7 separate regions of the Mus musculus genome follow, and regions 2, 3, 4, 5, 6 and 7 are each linked to region 1. The links are chromatin contacts, called in public ChIA-PET, HiChIP or PLAC-seq and promoter capture Hi-C maps. All regions are on one chromosome and are shown on one strand. The core of a region is the stretch at or near the end of the contact, and the rest is flanking DNA. Distances in the headings are between cores, read along the strand shown.

The links. Promoter capture Hi-C pulls out the DNA fragments that hold promoters and counts their contacts. ChIA-PET counts read pairs in DNA pulled down with a chosen protein or histone mark. HiChIP or PLAC-seq counts read pairs in DNA pulled down with a chosen protein or histone mark.
Region 2: a contact with region 1 is called in a promoter capture Hi-C map of pre-B cells, with 5 times the contacts expected there. The contact joins the promoter of Slc35a3 here to the promoter of S1pr1 in region 1. A contact is called at or near these places in 8 of 39 promoter capture datasets (the C10 cell line, embryonic stem cells, hippocampal neurons and 4 more), 1 of 484 Hi-C or Micro-C datasets (B cells), 1 of 115 datasets of contacts at active chromatin or transcription factors (astrocytes) and 1 of 9 other capture datasets (adipose tissue).
Region 3: an H3K27ac HiChIP or PLAC-seq map of microglia shows a contact between it and region 1, with 8 times the contacts expected there. The contact joins the promoter of Mfsd14a here to the promoter of S1pr1 in region 1. A contact is called at or near these places in 1 of 484 Hi-C or Micro-C datasets (B cells), 3 of 115 datasets of contacts at active chromatin or transcription factors (astrocytes, microglia and regulatory T cell precursor) and 1 of 9 other capture datasets (adipose tissue).
Region 4: a promoter capture Hi-C map of pre-B cells shows a contact between it and region 1, with 5 times the contacts expected there. The contact joins the promoter of Sass6 here to the promoter of S1pr1 in region 1. A contact is called at or near these places in 2 of 39 promoter capture datasets (liver and pre-B cells) and 1 of 115 datasets of contacts at active chromatin or transcription factors (memory CD8 T cells).
Region 5: a promoter capture Hi-C map of pre-B cells shows a contact between it and region 1, with 4 times the contacts expected there. The contact joins the promoter of Rtca here to the promoter of S1pr1 in region 1. A contact is called at or near these places in 9 of 39 promoter capture datasets (the 3T3-L1 cell line, the HPC-7 cell line, hematopoietic stem and progenitor cells and 4 more), 2 of 484 Hi-C or Micro-C datasets (muscle stem cells and nephron progenitors) and 3 of 115 datasets of contacts at active chromatin or transcription factors (astrocytes, bone marrow-derived macrophages and memory CD8 T cells).
Region 6: an RNA polymerase II ChIA-PET map of memory CD8 T cells shows a contact between it and region 1, with 81 read pairs. The contact joins the promoter of Cdc14a here to the promoter of S1pr1 in region 1. A contact is called at or near these places in 2 of 39 promoter capture datasets (cranial neural crest and pre-B cells), 1 of 484 Hi-C or Micro-C datasets (B cells), 1 of 115 datasets of contacts at active chromatin or transcription factors (memory CD8 T cells) and 2 of 9 other capture datasets (adipose tissue and liver).
Region 7: an H3K27ac HiChIP or PLAC-seq map of embryonic stem cells shows a contact between it and region 1, with 4 times the contacts expected there. The contact joins the promoter of Gpr88 here to the promoter of S1pr1 in region 1. A contact is called at or near these places in 3 of 115 datasets of contacts at active chromatin or transcription factors (all in embryonic stem cells).

Annotation. Positions count from the first base shown.
Region 1 is chr3:115,713,648-115,716,487 of GRCm38.p6, forward strand. S1pr1 (sphingosine-1-phosphate receptor 1) reads right to left here and starts at 1,408. Exons shown (of 2, transcript NM_007901.5): 1 at 1,062-1,408.
Region 2 is chr3:116,710,920-116,713,759 of GRCm38.p6, forward strand. Slc35a3 (solute carrier family 35 (UDP-N-acetylglucosamine (UDP-GlcNAc) transporter), member 3) reads right to left here and starts at 1,361. Exons shown (of 8, transcript NM_144902.4): 1 at 1,164-1,361.
Region 3 is chr3:116,661,269-116,664,108 of GRCm38.p6, forward strand. It overlaps Mfsd14a (major facilitator superfamily domain containing 14A), which reads right to left and starts at 1,409. Exons shown (of 12, transcript NM_008246.2): 1 at 1,127-1,409. The coding sequence starts at 1,210.
Region 4 is chr3:116,593,610-116,596,449 of GRCm38.p6, forward strand. It overlaps Sass6 (SAS-6 centriolar assembly protein), which reads left to right and starts at 1,349. Exons shown (of 17, transcript NM_028349.3): 1 at 1,349-1,569. The coding sequence starts at 1,505. Trmt13 (tRNA methyltransferase 13) reads right to left here. Exons shown (of 12, transcript NM_030016.3): 2 at 1,030-1,984. The coding sequence starts at 1,176.
Region 5 is chr3:116,506,791-116,509,630 of GRCm38.p6, forward strand. It overlaps Rtca (RNA 3'-terminal phosphate cyclase), which reads right to left and starts at 1,385. Exons shown (of 11, transcript NM_025517.3): 1 at 1,155-1,385; 2 at 961-1,061; 3 at 45-188. The coding sequence starts at 1,199.
Region 6 is chr3:116,422,657-116,425,496 of GRCm38.p6, forward strand. It overlaps Cdc14a (CDC14 cell division cycle 14A), which reads right to left and starts at 1,376. Exons shown (of 16, transcript NM_001080818.2): 1 at 781-1,376; 2 at 1. The coding sequence starts at 829. Gm40125 (a long non-coding RNA gene) reads left to right here and starts at 1,595. Exons shown (of 3, transcript XR_867571.3): 1 at 1,595-2,027.
Region 7 is chr3:116,252,012-116,254,851 of GRCm38.p6, forward strand. Gpr88 (G-protein coupled receptor 88) reads right to left here and starts at 1,473. Exons shown (of 2, transcript NM_022427.2): 1 at 1,103-1,473; 2 at 1-721. The coding sequence starts at 649.

The sequences.
Region 1 (2,840 bases), core at 158-2,657:
TTTGACAAGTAAGCCGTTTTCTGGGCTCTATTAATAACTCCCTAGGAGCAGGTGTGCTGAGGGTCCGATGGTCAGAGGGTAAAGCGAGGTGTGGTGTGGGCCGCCAGGCCTTGAAGTAAACAGGAAAGCTTGGCGCCTCCGTGAAGCAACTGCCTATTCTTCTTTTTAAAACTTCTGTCTTTACTCCTCCGCCTCACCCAACCGCCCCACAAGTTCATTTATTACGTTTAAAGGTATTCACGGAGAACCCCTCCTAAGAGATTGCAGCAAATCCTAGACGTTTCTCCATGAACTGATTGCTTAAGAAAGTTTTAACTTTAGCCAACGCTTACTTGCACACACACACACACGAAAGTCACCCTGCTAGCGATAACGAAGCACGCCACTTTGTTTTAACTTCAGGTACATTAATTTCCAGAAACACATACTGCTAAGTTTGCATGGGCACTTTTAACTTCCTCCGCTCCCCACACCCCCAACATTGCCTCCTCTCAACAGAACTAGCAATCCCTAAAGGGCACACAGCACTACTTAAGTTGGACACACAGCACTAAATAAGTACTCTAAAGTCTGCACAGTAATTGATCAACTCTATAACAAATGAGGGGGGAGGGGACCCTAGAGACATTGTAGTCATTTCTGTGACAAAAGCTTACGAAACTCAACATTTCTCCACTCTTATCGCTACAGTCCATTCTCAGGCAATGGAAATTATTGGCGTGGTGCCTGATAATTTTGTCTACAGGATTTCAAAAAAAAAAAAATAATAATAATAAGCGTCTTCCCTTTTCTCCGTTCTAATGAATCACAGCTTCTCTAGCATGCCCTCCCCCAGTCGTTTCTATAATTTGGAAATTAATCTTTTTTTTTTTCTAACTTCATAAACTCCGTGCCCCAAGAAGAAGTCAGTCAAGAAGGACTCCATAGCATCTTGGTGATGCCCGGGTTCGTTTTGCTTTGTTTTTTCTCAAAGTTTTTGTTTGTTTCGTTTGTGTTTAAAGGTTCGTTCTTGACACCTGGACGCCCCATAGCCGGAGCCTGCGAGGCTCACAACCCCCTACCTCGCTCAAGCCGGACGAAGCTGCGTCCGCAGGACTCTGGGTCTACACCGCGCGATCCGCATCTTGCTGCTGTCGGCGACTGACGGCGACCAGCTCACTCGCAAAGTTCCCTGAGCTGGGGTCCCCTCCCTCCTCAGCGGTGCACTCCAATGGCCAGCCCTGCCTGCGCTGCCCGCACCACTTTTGCAAGACGAAGTCTCTGAGCGCCCCGCCGAGGCTGGGTGGCTCCTCTAGGAAGGGACTGGGAGGGGTTAATGCTTTTAACTCCTCCGCCCTCTGCCAGCGGCAGGGGGCCCCTCAGGGTCTGGGCTGCTAAGAAGCAGCCTCCCAGAAAGATCTGGGGCAGAGTGACTAAAATAAAACCAAATGAATAGGAGCCCCTCCGCCCCAACCAGCAGAGAGAAGGGAAGAGAAGGGGCGGAGCCTGGCAGCTCCTAAATTCTAATTCACACAGCTTCCCGCAGTCCCCAGCGCGGGACGGACTCTGAAACTAGGCATGGGGATCCCTGGGAAAACTTTTCTTCGTTAAAAATCTTAGAGGACAGAGGACAAGCCTGCACTTGGTAGAGGAGCTTTCTGGTCCCAGACCCCACAGCCCTGAGGATCCGTGTAGCCCGAGTGGTCCGGTGCCCTGGGGGCCACTTCCACGCGGTCAGGGGAAACCCGAGCCACTGCCCGGAGAGCCGCAGCCACGCCGCAGAGAGGGGATCCTGAGAAGGTCGGAGGAGAGCAGCCCCGAAGTACTGAAAAGCTTCTGTCCTCCACCTCCTCTTCCTCCACCCCCTCCACTCCGATCCTGGTGAAGCCTTGAAACTTGCGGTCTGGTGGGCAGAAAGTGGCTTTCCCCGGGTGCACGGTGAAGTGGGCCAGTGCTGTGCTTGATGTTGGACCGGGGGTTCCCCTCTCTCAGCTGACCGCAAAGCCAGGCGGTGTGCCCCAGATTCTGGGAAGCTCAGAGGCCTTTGAGGAGGTGGGCTGCTGCCCTGGCCTCAGAGATTTAAACAATCCAGCAGCAGTTCAGGAATGTCCACAGGGGAAAGAGGTTGCCTGTCCTTTCACTGGCCAGTGCCTACAGCCCCCTGCCTAAAGCTGGACCCCTCTTCTCTCCCTGTCTACGTAGAGATAACTAAGAGATCCCCAAATCTAAGGAATTGCACCTTGTCCACATTTTTCTACTGTTAGATAATGCTAGATTGAGGCTGAAGAGGCCTTGGTCAGATTTGTCTGAGTAGCAGATGGAGGCCTTTATGCCTTGTCTGTCTGTCCTTCTGTTAAAAAGTGGTTCCACCCAAGTCCCCTGTTCTCACTGCCTTCCCACCCTGAGCAGATGTGATCACAAAACTTCCTCTGCTGTGCAGTTTCAATTAACAGACACACCCTGTACCTGAATGACTCAAGAGAGACAGAAGAAACAAACAACAGACCCCTACCTTCTGGGATTTTATGAGCTTGCAAAAAAAAAAAAAAAGTAGCTGTTAATTCATATTTGCCTAGAAGCACTCATTGACAGTTTCCTACCTTACCTACCCACAAACTACAGATCTTGCAAAACAATATGGAAACCAAGATAACAGCCGTCCAGTCTCCTCCAGAAAAGACAGAGTTTGAGACTGGTTTCATTTGAAAGAGGAGATAACTTCTGTCTATCGCAGTGCTGCAGAGGCAAGGAGTTAGCTTCCCCTTCTCCCACTAACAATTTATGAGGTCTTTAAAGGGGAACTGTGCACTTTGTTGTCCCAAGATGTGATGGCCACTGTCCCATGAAGCAATGGAGTAGCA
Region 2 (2,840 bases), core at 111-2,610, 1.0 Mb after region 1:
GTAAATTGTCGCTGAGTATTTCTGAGAGAACTGTCAGAGAGTGGCATTAAATCTCCAGCTTCAAAAAGCGATTGCAAAGAACTAAAATTACAGCTCAGTGACAGAGTGCTCCGTCAATTCCCACGGGGTTCACTGCCCAGCACAGCCACACACAGTGAAGAGGGGGCAGGAGTGGGGGTGTGTGGGTGGATGAAGAGAACCAGGAGATAGTGAGACAGAGAAGAGAGGGGGCCCTGCTCATGCGTGTGCTATCAGGTCAGGCGTAGTTCCAAGGCAGAAAGACTTAAAGCTGCAAGTTCCGTTTTGGAAGCTATTGGTATGGTGCACCTGAAAGTGACCAGAAAATAAGGGCAGATGCGGTAGGAAAAAATTTAAAGGGAGGGAAGTTAGTCAGACGCATAAACGTAGGAGTCATTCATTTGAAAGCAAGCAACTTGAGTTAGTAGCAACGGAATGAAGACGTGAGAAACAACCAAACATTACCTGTAACTACCAAAATAAGTGTCTACAAAGACTCAACTCAGGTGCCATCTTCAAATATTGCGTTTAATAGGATATAATAAAGGGCACACTCCTATAAGTGCCTTGCTACAGTTAAAACCCATTACTTCGTTTAATATCCCTTAATTAATCTGAACTAGCAGAAACTTGAGTTAGCTTAAATAAAATGTTCACTAAGCTCCCCACTCTTCAATACTTAGAACCCCTGCAAACTCTCGCCACACACACTGATGGACACCCATCGCCTTCGGTCTAGACTTACCACGGGCACCCTTTCCATCTCTCCAAGTCCCTGCAGCTTCTTGACTACACCGTCCTTTCTCACCGAGCAGACTCGTCCCTAGCCCGGGGTCACAGGCTGAGCCGGAGCTCCCGAAATGACCGCGGAAGGACAGGCCGCCAGCCTGGCCCCCAAGGCACTTGGCCCGCCAGTCTGGAGCTTGCAGGCACACTGCCTGCCACACCCCTCCCCTCCCGACCTTTTCCTCCTCCACCCAGAACGTTTCGGCACGTCCAGGCCGGAGGTACAAGGCGCCCATTCATCTACTCCTCATAAACTAGGGCTGCAGCCGTCCGCTGTGGTCCCGGTGGCCTCAACCGCCCCGCGCCCTCCCAGCCCGGCCTCGGCGTCCCGCCAGCTTCCCCCAGCGCCCTCCGCTCACCCGCCGTGCGGCTCGGCCAGCTGCCCGCACTGGAGCCCCGGGCTCCGCGACGCCGGGAGACCCAGGCTGCCGAGCCCGTCGGCTCCGCCGCGTCCGCTGACCCGCAGCACCGCCGGCTCCCGCCGGCTCTGTGGCCCGGACCGCTTCGGTGAGGCCCAGGCGTTTCCGGGTTCCCGCGGTCCGGTCCGCCAAAGGATCCGGCTTCCGCCTCGGCCCCGGCAAACGCCGTTCCCTGTTCGGCTCCGGGGGCCCCAGCTTCGCGCTTGCGGGACGCGTCCCTGAGGCGACCCCAACCGCGGCTGCTCCTCGCGCAGCTCCCGTGACAGTCTCACGGTCGCCGGAGAGTTTGATAGGAAGGTGTCTCTCTCCCCACAGTCCTGCGGCAGAAAGTGGCGGGATGATCTGTCACTTAAGGAAGGGGACAAAGTCCTTTGGATCAAAGAACTCTGATGAGAACCGGGAGGCGGATCTTGGCTCCTGAAAATGACCACCAGTGAGTTGAAAACAAGATTATACCTGGTGCAGGTTACCAACCTTAGTCTAGGAGCCAGCTGGTTCGGTTAGGAATGATCCCTGTCCCCCACCCTGGGAGACCTGGAAGAGTGTCAGGAACGCAGAATGGGCTTAGTGTCACTAACCAGGGGAAAGGTGAAGAGAGAAAGAGAGCAATTTACCTCTTCCTGTCTGCAAGAATCTCATGCATATTACGTTTCAGTCTGCTAATGTATTTCCAAAAGTTCCCAACCACTGTAGCCATTGCTGGCTGTGGACAGGCTGAAATGTAATATTCTGGGTCCGGATTGATCATCGGATACAGCAGATTTATCCCTTCCCTGTTAAAACAATGCTCCTAGAATTAAGCTTACGCTTCTTTGCGTGGCAAATGATTAAAACCATCCATTAGGGAAGCATCGTTAGAAAACAACGGAGAAAAATAAAATTAAATGACTGTTAGCACATGATGCCTCGCTTAAATGTTTGTGTAATCCGACCTTCAGAAAACTTCTGGGGGATGGAATGTGGATTAGATCTTGATATTTGCTAGGGTCCGAACCTAAAACGTCCCCCAAAGATTCATCATGTGGTAAAGGTTTGGTTGCCAGCTAATGGACTTTGATGTTGGGGGAAGTGAATGGATAGTGAACCTCTGACCTAAGCCACTGATGTATTAAATCTTTGAAGGTATTATTAGGAGATGGTGTAAATGGTGGCACAAGCCTATTTGGAAGAAGTGGGTCGCTGAGGGTGTGTCTTAACCTAGCCTTTCCTCTAGCTCTCTTTGCAGCCTGTATGCTTTTTTTGGTAAATAACTGCCCCAGTACATAAGTTCCAACCAGAGACCCAGAGGCAATGAAACCTAGTCACCATGAACCAAAACATCTGAAACGATGATGTTTCAGGGAGGACTAATAAGTCCTCCCTCTAAGTGGCTTTCTCAGGCAAAAAGAAAGTAACAAATACAATACTTCTTATACTTCTTACTTTTTTTTTTTTTTTGACGGGGTCTCACATTGTAGCTCAGGATGGCTCCAGGCTGGCATTGAAGGTCTCGATCTCTTAGCAACCATCCTGTCTCAGCCTCTCTGTGCTAGCTAGGATCAAAAGCTAGAGCACTCAAATCTGCTTTCTATCCCCTTTTTCCTCCCTACCAACCCCCCCCCCCCCAATTATTGCCAA
Region 3 (2,840 bases), core at 159-2,658, 950 kb after region 1:
ATGAGAATTCATCAAAGTAATACTTTGATCAGGTACAGTAAGAAAATCTGGAAAGCTCTGAACCCTCTTTTTTCACTAAAAGTCAAAGCTATGACAACTAATAAATCTGACAGTTAACTGAACATATTCCGAAATCGTTCCATATGTCCCAAGCTTTCTAAATGATGGCAGTTGGACTAGGCCATGTTCTCAAATGTCAAAAGAAAGTTGTCATTTATTTCAAACTGATTTCAGCAAATCCTCCGCGGTGGCCTACTTACATATTTAGTGCTTTGCTAGCATTGATCAAGGCTCCATTAAACTACAAACAAATGGAAAGAAACAATGTCTGCAACTTCACCACAGAGACACATCTTACTTTTCCATTCTATTTCGGAACGCGATACCAAAGGAGTCAGCAAAGATCAGAGTGTAACGCTACAAACACACAGCACAACAAAAGTGTACGTTTGTTTTCCAATGACAAATCCTATATCGACGTCTGGTAGCACACTGCACAGTGCATAAAGTTTTCTGCGAGTAACGACTGTCTAAAAGGCACATTTTTAGCCTCAGTCCGCCTGCCAGAATCTGTCTCCGATCCTCACGCCATGACCAATTCTAAAGACTTATTTTGAGGCACAAGGTGAAGATTTCTCTAACGGAGAGGGCCCCAGGGAAGGTCAGGCTTCCGACGCCGGGAGAGGGGACGAGCCCACTCCCCGACAAGGTAGCCGAACAGCTCCAAGCCGCTGCTCCGGCTCCCGGCGACCGCGATGGGACAACGCACGTACCCTGGCCCAGCGGGCCGCGGCGGCGGCCACCCGCCACAGCATACGGAGCGCAAGGCTGCCCAGCCTCCCCGCGCGCCGCGCTGGGCCTGGCGAGGCTGCGGAGGGGCCGCCGCCTCCTCCCCGAGGCCGGGCGCACGTGGGCCGAGGCCGCAGGCTCCGAGACGCAGTGCCCCGCCGGAGGTACCAGCAGCGTCCAGGGGAGCCAGGCCGCGGAGGCCGCAGGCCGAGACCGCGGCAGCGCCGGCGGCACGGAAGGGCAGGGCGCTCTCGGCCCAGCGAAGGCGGAAGCGGGGGGAAGAGCGAGCCGGGCCCGCACCCGGGCCGTCCTGCGGCGCGGAACCAGCAGCACTCACCGTGCCTCCGTCCTTAATGATGATCTTTTTGGCCAGCATGATACTGCGGTTCGCGGCCCGTTTCTTTTTCTTCCCCTGGGTCATTTTACCATCCTCGACTCCCGGCGCTGCAGCAGCCACTCAGGGGGCGGGCGGCCCCAGCGGCGAGTGCGGTCCCGCCACTACTGCCGGGCCGAGCCGCTCAGGGCGCACGCCGCCATCTTGAGGGCCCGGCCTGCCTCGGGCGGCGCGTCACATCGTGCGATCGGCTGAGTCGCTCGCCACGCCCCCGTGACGCAGCCACGCCCCCGCAGTGCGGGCACGCCCCTCCAACCCTGCAATAGCGGAGGACTGGGAGGTGCCGCGGGAGCGGGTGGAGCCAGGTGCTTTGGCTGCCTAGCTTTTGCCCTCTAAGGCGCTGAGCGATGGCTATTTTAACAGTTTTTCCTTCACAGATGAACTCAAGTTCCGAAAAGTTTTTACCTACTCAAATCTGACAAATAGTTTCTCAGATGCTCAGGCGTCCCAGGCTAATAGCATCCGCATCAAATGCATCCCCACCAAAACAGAATTGAAGGGGACAACGGGAAAGTTTTCCAGGAATGGTCAGTAGCAGGTAGAGGAGTTTTAGCTGTTGATCTGATGCCCAGCTAGGTCATGCTGGCTTACATACCCCCACGTACCAGTACATTCTCTCCCAGTGTAAACTAGATGCCATACTTTATAGGCTTTTAAAAATTGGTTTGACTAGAAGACTGGTAGAAAGAGCAGACAGGTGGAATATGAAATGTGATATTAACAGTACTGACATTTACTTTGAGGCAGCACATTATGTAGACCAGGCTGGCCTCAAACTGAGAGATCTCCCTGACTACCTCCCATATTGTGATCAAAGTCATGTGCCACCATGTCTAGCAAAGTCTTCATTTTGGTAACTGTTGGAAAACTTTCCTTTAAATATACCTTCAGTGCTAGGTATGAACGAGCACAACACATGCTTTCCCCCATCAAACTGTTCGATAAAGGGGAACTGGAAACAAACCAAACTGTGGCAACAGCGATCCTGGATGTGGTGGCTCTAAGTAAGATAAATGTTCCCAAACTCAGTGATATTCCTCCCTGGGAGAAGTGGAAGGGGCTCCCTCCCTCTCCTGGCTTGTGGCCTGGTTAGTGATGGATGACCTTGTTTTAACAGGGCAAAGCAGAAATGACAGCACTGACTTTAGAGGAGAGGTCATAAAAGGTACTGTATGTTTTTGCTAGGCTCTTCATTTACTCCAGTCAGGGGTTGCCGATTGTTATGCCATAATACCAGAGGAACTATGGAGAGGTGCTGCCGTTGAGCTGAAATCTCCTTCAAAGCTTTGTGGATTATCTTGGAACGAGATCCTCTATGCCTGGTCAAGCCTTGAGCTGACTGCAAACTTTATGAGACCTTCAGCTATGAATACCCAGCTTAGCCACATTACTGGGATGGGGCTGTAGCTGGTTCTTTTGGAGTGCTTTTCCTGTAAGCATAGGGCTGCGGATTCTATCACCAACAATCAGTGAACCCAGCATAGAAGTGGATGCCTAGATCCTGGCATGAAGGAGAATCAGGAATTCAAGGACAAATCTGAGAGCAGCCTGGGTGTGGGTGGATTCTTCAGGCCACTGAACATCAGGCTATTTATTACATGGCCTAAGTAACTATTAGACAAGGTAAAGGAGAAAGCAGGGGGCACACATGTGAGGG
Region 4 (2,840 bases), core at 99-2,598, 880 kb after region 1:
AGATACGCACACTGAATTTTAGAGAAAGTTAAGGAATTTTCAGTATTAAAAAAAACAACATTATTTCATGTATAGACTTTTAAATTAAATTCCAGTGTGATTCTTTGATGGAGACCAGCTAGTTGGGAGGCTAAGGCAGGAGAATTCCTGGGATCAGATGTTCAAGACCAATATGAGCAATTCAGCAAGATCCCCATCTCAAAAACAGAAAGTTGTCTTTCAAGGGAAATAGTACTCTAACTTTCAAAGCGTAATCACAGAACACACACACACACACACACACACACACACACACATTTTTAAAATCTATTGTTTGAGTTTAGAAACAGTGTATAGCAGGTTAGTAAAATGTTTTCTTTTTTGGTGTAGAGGGTAATGAGGCTTCCTGTGACTTTAGACTTAACTCTCCAGGAAAACACCTTATGAACTTGTAATTATTATTCTGGGACGGAGAAGGAAAAATAAACGTAAAATAACAAACTTCAAAGTTGAAAGCAAAGTTTTTTGTTTTGTTTTGTTTTGTTTTTTTCTTTTTTTTGTCTCTCAACAGACATTAATGTCATAAGACATTTTGGTTGTAAGTGCAAAAGTATTAGTGGCTCCTAATGTATAAAGAACAGGCAAATTACTAATCTACAAGTCTAAACAAACAAACAAAAATTGTTTCTAAGTTTCTTCCCCATGCATTCACAAGTGGTTATCGTTCAAAAACAATAACTATAATTAATTAGAACCCAGTTAATAAAACCTAGTGATCTTTTTCAAGCACTCCTTTATAAAAATAATCACTTCCCCTGAGGATGGGGGACTAGCGGAAGGAAGGATGAGTGTAAGGGTCTCTGAGACAGCAGAGGGAGCTTTTAGTACAAGAAAGCAATGCTCCTCGGGGGCTCCTCGCGGCTCCGAGCGGTGGGCAGAACTGCATTTACTTAAATCCATGGGACGGAAGCAGGAACCTGTCAAAGGGGCGAGACTGGGGTCCAGCACCCACAGACCCGCGACTCCCAGGAAGGGAGGGCGATAGCTGACCTCGGCGGAGCCAGCGTGTTCGCCACAGAACCTTTTCCCCGCGGCCGCCACCATCCTGCAGAAGCGCTTCTTCTTTTCTACGAAGTAGTTGCATCTGCCGTCGATGGGAAATCCGATCGAGGGCGAAGTCGCCGCCGGAGCCTCCATAACGCTGGGTCCTTTTGAAAGCCTGGCTCAGCCCAAAGTTGTCAGTCCCCTTTGGTCCCACTTCCCTTAACAAACGTGGCCGCCTGAGGGGGGTGGGTCCACGGAAATGACGCATCAGCCCGGCTCGGTCGGTGCCCGAACCGGAAAAAGGTGACGGTGGCTGACGAGGTCCAAAGCTCCTTCGTTCCCTCTGTTTATCGTTTCCCTCCTCCTCCGCGGGAGCTGAGCGCCAAACTCAAACTCATCGGGACCGGCTCTTCTTTGCAGCCGGGACCGAAGGCCGGGCCTACTGGGCTTCTTCACCCTCCCGTCGGGGCAGCGGTCCGACATGAGTCAAGTTCTGTTCCAGCAGCTTGTTCCCTTGCTAGTGAAATGCAAAGACTGCGAGGAGAGGTGAGCTCCCGGAGCCGGCGGGTGGCGGTTGGGGTCGCGCCAATGGGGAAGATGGCGGCTGGGTTCCGTGGGGATCGGTCGGTCCGCGGGTGTCGGACTGTCACACCGGGAATCGGGAAGGGACCCTGCGGACTTAATGGATACCTTTGTTTGTGGCCGGGCCGGCCGTTGCGGAGGGGACGCGAGGAAAGGGAATGAGGAAATGGCAAGCCGACTCCTTCACGTCCGTGTTCTGGCCCTCAGCGGGACAGAGCCCAGCCTGTCCTTTCTGGGTGGCAACTCTGATTCTCCCTGTCATTTCCACAAAAGCTTCACGGTGACTTCAGGGAGCTGTCCGCACTAGGATTCAGGTCGCCCGGCCCTTCACTCATGCTCTCCTTTGAAGAACACTGGGGGTGAAGCTTTAGAACTCCATCTAAAAACAAAACAAAACGTTCAGTGACATATTTCGGTTCATCCGCACGTCAGTTTCAATCATTTAACCAACTCCCAAAACTGGAAAAATCAGGAATTCTGTACATTCAAAACATAAGTCAACCCGTAAAGCCCTTCGTCGGACCCCTGGGGATACCTTGATCTTCACAGAGTTTACACTAGGGTATCTTATCGCACAGATGAATGCAAACTTGCCACACTAACCACAGGCGATCTGATTTTTCCCTCTTTTACTAATAACTTTTTAGTTGTTAGTTTCTGTGAACATTACATTTTCTCATTTGCTAAATTGATTTAATATGTCTAGCTGTTCATTTGATTGCAATGAAGACCAGGTGTGAAAATGTTTGTAGAAACTAAACGGTGAAAAAAATGTTGAATTAAAAAACAACAAAAACAAAAAGAAGACACTGATGTATTGAGTCGCTGGACTGTTAAACTGTGGTATGCGATTTAAAATTAGGTCCAGAATCAACCAGCAAAGCAGTCAGAAAAATGGACTTAAAACATCAGCCGTATATAGGAATCTGTAGGTTATTTAATTGTCTTATTGTTTGTTTGATTTTGACAGTTGAAGTGGTGCCCTCACTTAGCATGCTCTACCACTGATGTGTAACCCCCACCCCACCCCAGCCTCTCATTGGTGATTATTTTGTGATGTTTAATATATAGACATGTAGTTATTGAATTCGGGCTAATCCAAACTGATGTCTGTAAGTATAAAATTCATAGATTTTGAAGACCTGCTAGTAACAGAAATGTAAAAAGTCTCAATTTTATGTTGATTATCTGTTGCGGCTTTATTTAGGGTATATTGGGGTCAAATGTATTCAAAT
Region 5 (2,840 bases), core at 135-2,634, 790 kb after region 1:
TCTGAACCCAGGTCTGAATGGAGGACTGAGTGAGACATACATACCCTGCTGTCTTGGTATCTGCCGTGTGGACTCCACCTCTGATCTTCTCGGGGGTAAAGGTTATCTCTGTTGAGCCGATTTCTGCTCCCTCCAGGTGCCCGCCACACAAATCACGAACCATTTCCAGTCCAGATAAATGCTGAGGCCTTCAGGTCATAAGACTGCATCAAAACGTGTGCCATCAGACTGCCTATACCCCACTCTATGACAGTTACAAAAGCAATGGCCAGAAAACAAGTGTGATGTCTTCCAACAGGAGAACTTTGTCTGGGGCTTTTGATTTCATTCAATGACCACCCCGTGACACCAGTACTACCTAAATTATGTACTCCTCATCCCTAAATTCCCACCTTGAGGCCTCAACCCACACAAAATGTGATCATTTAAACAGGCCTTTTAAAGGTACAATCAACATAAGGGAGGCTATTAGGGGGTGCGGTAATACAATTTGACTGCTATTCTTATGAAAAGAGAGGGTGAGATTAGAGGAACAGGGATGTAGTTCAGTGGGTAGAGGGCGTGCACAGTGTGGAGGAGGCCTTAGGTTTTATTTCCAGAACCACATAAACTGGGCATGGTGGCACACAGCTGTAATTATAGCATCTGAGAGGTGGAAACAGGAGAATCGAAAGTTCAAGGTTATTCACCCTAGCAGAGAAGTTCCGGATTACCCTGGACTAGATGATATCTTGCAAGAACAATTAACAATAAACCTACCATGACAAGAACATGGACAAGCTACCCTGTTTCAAGGCGTCCTAAGGACAACTAGCGGCCTGCCCTATGGACAGAAACGGAGAGCAAAGGCCGCACTCTTAATTGCCGCCCGGGCCTCCTCCCCCCTAGAACCCGGGCTCCGATCTCCGGGCTCCCAGGCCCCCTACCCAAACTCCCCGCCCGCCCGCCCGCCCGCAGTACCTGAGGCCCGGCGTGCTGCGGCCCGCGCGGATCTTCTGCACGCGCAAGGGTAGGCCCAGGAGGCAGCTCAGGGCGGTGGAGACCCTGAGGATCTGGCCGCCCTGTAGAGAGCACCGGGGTGGAGAAATGACAGAGGTTGAATGGAGGCCCCCGCCGCCACGGCTCGCCCCGGCCCCTAGCAGTCCCACACTCACCCCTTCCATGATCCCACCGTCCACCTCCACCCGCTGGCCCTCCATGGCGGGCGCCTCTGAGCCCGGCCGGCAGCGACCACGTCCCTGCTGCAACCGGCAAAAGACGAGGCGCCCGCAAGCCCGCAGGCCTGATAGTGCGCTTCCGGGCCGAGCTCGCCGGAAGGAGAAAGAACCCGCGCCTCCCGGGAAACTGTTGCTGTGGAAACGAATTCCCCAGGGGACCCTGCCGGCAGCTGTACGCATGCGCTCCACCCAGCGCTCAGAGAGGCCGCGCGGGGCGTTGTGCGACTGTGTACCCAAACTAGCAGGGAACTGGGCTGGCCACAAGGGGGTGACACAGCAAAACCTTCAGGCTCCAGAAGCCCTTTCCCCCCAACAGGTACATTCTTCAGTTATCCCCCAGGCTGGTATTTTATTTTCCCAATCATGTGTAAGCACTGCCTTCTCCAGCATCCTCGGGTACCTCAAAGACTGGGAAATGAGGCTGAATTGTGTGATGAAACATCACTGTCGCCTAATTTCGATACTGTACTAACACAGTATTTTGGAAGCATGTAGATTACTTAAATCAATCTGGAACGTGCTCCAAGATGTGAATGGTTACTTGAAATGTTACCGTCAGAGCCTGGCCCCTGGCAGGCCTTAACAAAGTAGGCTCAGCCAACACCTTCTCAGTAGCCAAGCCAAGAAATAAGTATTAATGGAAGGCAGAAAGAAGAGATCTGTTACGTGTGGTCCCATTGGGAAGAGAAAAAAATAAATAAATAAACCTAGTCTATCTTCAGGGTTCTGATGGAAAGCTTAGGTTTAAGTAGAGAGCAACAGTGATTCACATGCAAGCAGTCCTAATCTAGGTGTGGTCCAGGCCAACACTGACCTGCCATCGACTCAATCTCTTCTGCAAAGTGGTCTAGCAGATTTTAGAACTGTAAAATCTCTTCCTGGGGCTGGCGAGATGGCTCAGTGGTTAAGAGCGCCGACTGTTCTTTCAAAGGTCCTGAGTTCAAATCCCAGCAACCACATGGTGCCTCACAACCATCCGTAACGAAATCTGATGCCCTCTTCTGGGGTATCTGAGGACAGCTACAGTGTACTTACATATAATAAATAAATAAATCTTTTTTTAAAAAAAAATCTCTTCTTGGATGACAAACTTGCCCCCCGGCTGGCTCGGGAACTCCGGCTTTTCCCATGGCCTAGCATGAGACTCAGAGAAACTTCCTTGTCTCATGGTCCGCTAAACCAAAGGGAGAGGCACAAACCCATTATAGTGTACAGAAGATGGTTTAGCGGCCTAAGAACCTAAAAAAAGGAGATACCAGTGATATAATTTTACAGACAGGAAATAATAAGACATTGAAGCAAGGCTGCTGTGCGAATATACATGTTGTACTTTTTAAAAATTATTATTATGTGAATGGGCATAATGTGTACACATTCATCTGTACACAGAGGCCTGAAGAGGGTATCGAATTCCCTGTGACTGGAATTCCAGAGGATTGTGAGCCACCAATCACACGGGTGAGAATCTGACCTGGGTCCTATGGAAGAGCAGCCATCTTCCCTGTGGTACCTTGATTATCATACATATTAGATTCCTATTACATAAATATAACACCCTCTGAAGAAAGCTAATCCTTTTTGTTTTTATTAATCACAGTGCTGGAGGCTGATGTCGAGGTTTGA
Region 6 (2,840 bases), core at 126-2,625, 710 kb after region 1:
TCTGAAAGACAAGTTTAAAAGACAGAACATGAGAAGCAGGGACGCGAGACTGAGAGTGCAGATCATGCACAAAGGATTAATAACTGCTACACATCGTTTAAAGACCTTTAACACGTGGGATTCTTGGAGAAACAGGATCTTCCAGAAAGCTACAGAGCCCCAAAAGCACATCTTGCTAAGAGGCTAGAAGACCCAGCAGGGGGCAGAGCATCTTCTGAGTTCCCTCACCCCCTGGTTGCGTGCGGGCGGGTGCAGACAGGAGCTGTGGGTACCCGCAAAACTGGAGACACAAGTTTGGTTCGGAAACCTTCAGACCTCAGCTGCGGTGGAATGGGAAAAGAGGCGAGCTTCTGCCGCTGCAGCTTAGCAGACTTCAAGAGGAAGGAAGGAAAGATAGGGGGGTGTGGTTGGGGGTAGGGGGTGTCCCAAAAACACGGGCCAGCCACCGAGGAAGTAGAGAGTTAGCGGATGGAGGATTAAAACCAGCAGGCTCCCCACCAAGATAGGTTTGCAGGAGGATCCCAAGCAGAGAAGCCTGCACTGTCCGGGTACGAGGAAGCTGCAGAGGGAGTGAGAACGCGAAAAAAGAAGCCGGAAGCAGGGGGTCCTCCGGGAGTTGAGTAGCGAGAAGGGGCCCGAGCGCCGAGCCGCAGTACTGAGGGACACAGGGCCCGAAAAGAAACCCAGCATAGAGGCTTGGGACAAAGGGGTGAGCCGTGAGGAGTTGGGGGGGGGGAGTGGCGTGGAAGGGCCGGAGGATGCCGGGTGGCTGCTCCTCACCTTTCATGAACTCGCAAGCCCCGATTAGTTCCCCAGACTCCGCTGCCATCTTAAGCGAGATCCGCACGGGGGAGGGCTGGGTCGTGGCCAGCTGAGGTCACCCGCCCCCGGGGGCTTCCCCACTGCCCAAGAGCTGGGAGCTCGCGGTCCCAATCACCGAGCCTGCCTGAGGGAGGAGGCAGTCGCCCAAGGCGGAGGCAGCTGCAGGGTCAGCGCGTGGGGCGCCCCGGGGACATTCCGTGGGGAACCGAACCCGCTGGGCGCGGGACGCACACGCCCCGGGCTGTAACCGCTGTGATCCGGACTCTGCGGCGGCGGCGGCTGCTGCTGCTTCTCGAGCTGCAGCTCCTCCTTCTCGCGCTGCACCGTCTCCACCAAACCTGGACGGCGCACACCAGCTCCCAAGGCCGGGCAAAGTCTTTCCCCGGCTCCCAAAGTGATCATGGAGGACAAGACGTTTGGCCCGGATCGCGCCCGTGGCCACTCGTGCGGCAGCGGGCAGGACTCCGGAGGTGTCCGCGGGGCTAGTAGCAGCTGCTCAGACTCCTCCTTCGCCACCTCCTTTCAGCAGCAACTCTTCCTCCCTCTCCTCCTCCTCCTCCTCTTAGGTCCGCCCCCAGACCTGCCTCCCCGCCCTCCCTCGTCCCCCTCCACTTTCACCACTCCGCGGCCATCCCTTAAAGGGACAGCTCGGCTCCTTTCTCTGAGCCGGCCTCGGGCCCCAGTTACCAGGCGCCCCGCGGGTCACTAGGAGCCAGTTGCTAAGGCTTTGTTGCCTTTCACCAATTGCTACACAGGAAACTTGGCCCTCTGCCTGGGTGGGGTGGGGGTGGGGTGGATGTCAGGCGGAGCCACAAACTTATGAATGAAAAAGGATGGGTAGAGAGGAGTGAATGCCTCCCAGGAAGCTGCGACTGCCTGGCGGGCTGAGATGCTGTCTCCACGTCTGCACCGGCTAGCTCTTCTTCCACACCAGATTTTTTTTTGTCTCTCAAGCTCTTTCCTGCTTCACTCAGTTTCTTCTAAACTCGCGCGCGCGCACACACACACACACACACACAGAGACACACACGCACGCGCGCGCAGACACACACATTGAAAAACCTCAGACCTTCTCCATGTCGGGTCGTACCGCTAGCTATCTTTCCACCAACCCCTATTCTCACCACTATCGGATCTGTGTCTTTATAACCAATTTTCAAAAGAAGCGATACCTCCTAGCTCCTGAGTACACGGACTGATGCCCTGTAAGTACTAGAGTCTGCTCTCACCTAGGCTTTGTTCTCAAGGGGGAAAAAAATTCCCGTCCAGTTCTCCAAGTCCTTTCATTTTGGCCACAGGTGTGAGCGCAAAATTACACCAGAAGTGTAAGGCTCTAGTCTCGGACTGTAGGCTATCCTAGGCGAAGGGAGAAGAGGGAAAAGGATCTCTTGTCCACAAGAGAAATGAACAGAAGATTTCTGTAGTCTTGGCTGGAGCGTTGCAAAGGAGTACAAAGGCTCCTCTCCAGGAGGCCCCGGACTTGTTCGGCAACGTTTTGATCCAGTTTGGAGAACTTTAATGCTGGGAGCCCTAGGGACGGAACTAGTGGCCAGCCCTTCCCTTACGAAAATGGCGCTACTGAACCACTATCACCAGAGCATGCGCTCTGAGTGGTTTCTCCTTGAAACGGGGATTTGTGCAAGCCTTTGAAAGCTCGCAGTTGCGTGTTGACCTCTAGGGAGAGAGGGGGCGCTCGAGCAAAGTGCCGGCTGAAGCAACTTGGAACACTGACTCCAGGGAGGCAATTCTTAGGCCATTCTTCTGCTCTGCCGGCTTTCCATAAAGCTAAACAAGCACAAAACTAAGTGGATACTACTTTGATATACTGGAAAGTTATTCAGAGCATCTCGGTAATTCTAGCCAAACACATCCTTGGTAAGGGAGTTAAAAAGACACCCTCTCCTTACATTCAAAAGTTAACCCCGAAAAAGAAACAGACTTTACAACTGTAAAAGTCCTGAAAGTTGTAATGAGCCTTGAACCCTTTTGAAGTGTATTACATATTCTAAGAGTCCTGA
Region 7 (2,840 bases), core at 223-2,722, 540 kb after region 1:
GCACGATGCCCAGGTAGCAGTGCAACAGCAGCGCCGTCTGCGCAAGCAGCGCTCCCGCCGCCAGGAGCGCGGGGTAGTGGACTTGCGGTGGCTCGGCTCCGGGCTTAGGAGCCCAGGGCGGGAGCAGCAGCACCAGACCCAAGGCGAGCGCCCAGGACAGTGCCAGCATGCCCACCGTGTGGCGCCGTTGGTAGAGCACCTGGTAGGTGGCAGGCGCCCTGGTGATGAGCAGGTAGCGGTTCAGCGCCACGAGGCAATGGGACAGAAGGGACACAGTGAGCCCGAGGCCCAACAACCCGCCCCGGAGCAGGCGGTAGCTGCCTCCGCCACCGTCCCAGTCCCCCGGGGGCTCCGCGGAGCCCGAGGGCAGGAGCCCCAGCACCGCCTCCTGTGGCATCCAGAGGGCGCAGACGCTGAGATCCGCGGCGCAGCCATTCACGATGAAGGCGTTGCTGGTGGTCTGCAGCTTTCGGAAGGACGACACGAGATAGATGACCATACCGTTGGCCAGCGTGCCCCCGATGGCCAGGCCCGAGTACAGGAGAGACACCGGGATCCGCCGGCCCGCCCACGATTCTTCTTCCTCGCAGAGCAGCAGCAGCGATCCCCCGGTAGTGGTGGAGGTCGAAGTGGAGGAGGAGTTGGTCATTCTGGCCAACTCTTCACACCTCGCGCCCTAGCGTTGGCTTCGTGTAGCGTGGCCCATCCTGGCACTTGCCTGCTGGGAGGGCAAAAACATTTCTTCAGCCCGCTGTCACCGACACAAAAGGCTGAAGCCGAATAATGGGCTGGAGGAGGGGGAGAAGGGAGGGAGGTGAAAAAGAACAGGAGAACGGGGGTGGCAGATGACAGGTGCCTGCCTCAGAAATGTCTCCGATGACAGAGAAGGTCCGCTTTACACTCAGCAAGCAGCAGGGAAGCCCTAAGGTCATATCCACACCTAGGACAGTTTCCCCAAACACACACACACACACACACACACACACACACACACACACACACACGAGTTGGGAATGTGTGTTGCCAGCCGGAGCTCTCTTTACCGAGAGAAAGTAGATATCTCCTAGCTGGGAAAAACGCCAAAGAGAGGGAGTAGAGGTACCTTGATTTGGGGCCAGTCCTTAGCTGGTGATAGCAGAGGGAGAGATGCCAGGAAATACCTCCTCGGCAGCAGCATCTGTGGTCCAGAAGTCAACAGGAGAAACTGAGCTGGGACCCGTGCCAGGAGCAAGCGCCTTGCTTCTCCCGTGCAGCATCCCCACACATGGTCCCAGGCAGGAGCCAACAGCTGTGGGGAGTCTCCTCAGCTGGCAGTAGAATTGGAGAAAGTCAAGCGGTAGGCTGCAAGCCCAGAAGGGTGGGCAGGCAGGCAGCAGCAGCGAAGATGCCTGGCTACAAGAGCAGAAGAAACTGAGCTGGAGAGGAGCGCACCCTGTGCTCCAAGCAAGAGCGCTGGCTGATGTGGCAAACCCACTTGGAGCCTCTCCTGCTCAGTTATCCATCACCCAGGGAGAAGACAGCCTTTCCCTGCTTCATGAATTATTCAGTAACTGCTAACTTGTAAAAGAGAAAAATACCTTTTTCAGAGAATCCTGTGGTTAACAAATCTCTCTCTCTCTCTCTCTCTCTCTCTCTCTCTCTCTCTCTCTCTCCATTCTGTCTCATTTTTCACTCTGCCTGATTTTTTTTTCTTTCCTTCCTTTTTTTCCTCTCCTTTAAATGTTAGAGTAAAATTTCATCTCCATCTGAATCATCCTGGAGGTAAGACTTCTTTTCTCAGAGATAAATATACCCCAGTACAATTTCAGAGAAAATTACCTTACATTTGAATTGAAATTCAGCCACATACACACACACACACACACACACACACACACACACACCCTTGGCAAAGTGGGACATGAGTAATTAGCTACAGAAAATATGCGAGCCTTAGCTCAAATCATAATTTCAATTCCTTTTCCCATCGCTAGACACCTCTCCTCTTGGCTTGTGTTTCGGCGGGATGAGAGAAGTGTGAGTACCATAGTCAGGCGATCTAAAGATGGAGTCCATCGTCCAGCTAGACAATGGAACACCAGTTAGCAATGAAGAGGAATCATCTGTCAAGACATAAAACACCTAAGGAAACCGGAAATGCTTGTTATTAAGCAAAAGAAGCATCTGAAAAGGCTGCGCACTGCCCAAGCCCAACTGTATTCCATACTGGGAAACGTAAAACTGCAGGGACCACCAGCTGTCGGGAGGGGGGGGGGGGGGGCTAGGGACCGGGAGGTGGAATACAGGGCAGGGAAACTACTCTGGATGGTACTCTGATGGTGGAAAACATCACTGTACGTTTGTCCAAACCTACTAGATAAACACCCAGAGAACCTGTGTGTAAATTATGGGGTCAATGTAAACGTGTCAGGATGCTTCATCGATTGTGACAAATGAGCCAATGTAATGGAAGATATGACAACTGGGAAGTTGTGTGTGTGCTGAGTAGGAACTGTGTGGTGATCCCTCTCCTCCTCCTCCTCCTTCTTCCTCTCTCTCTCTCTCTCTCTCTCTCTCTCTCTCTCTCTCTCTCTCTCTTTCTCTCTGAACCTGCACGGCTTTTGCTAGGCTGGCTGGCCACTGATCTCCAAGAATCTTCTGTTCCTGCTCTCCCAGAGCTGGGATTACTGATATGTGCCACCATGCCTGGCTTTTTATGTGCGCACTTTGGATCTGAACTCAGGACTGATACTTGTTTGTCAGGCACTTTACTGCACCCTGTCCCCAGAACACACTCAGCAACTTTTATTCAGGCCTGCTGTGATTATTAAACTAAAGTTTAAAGCCTATTTTTGAATAGT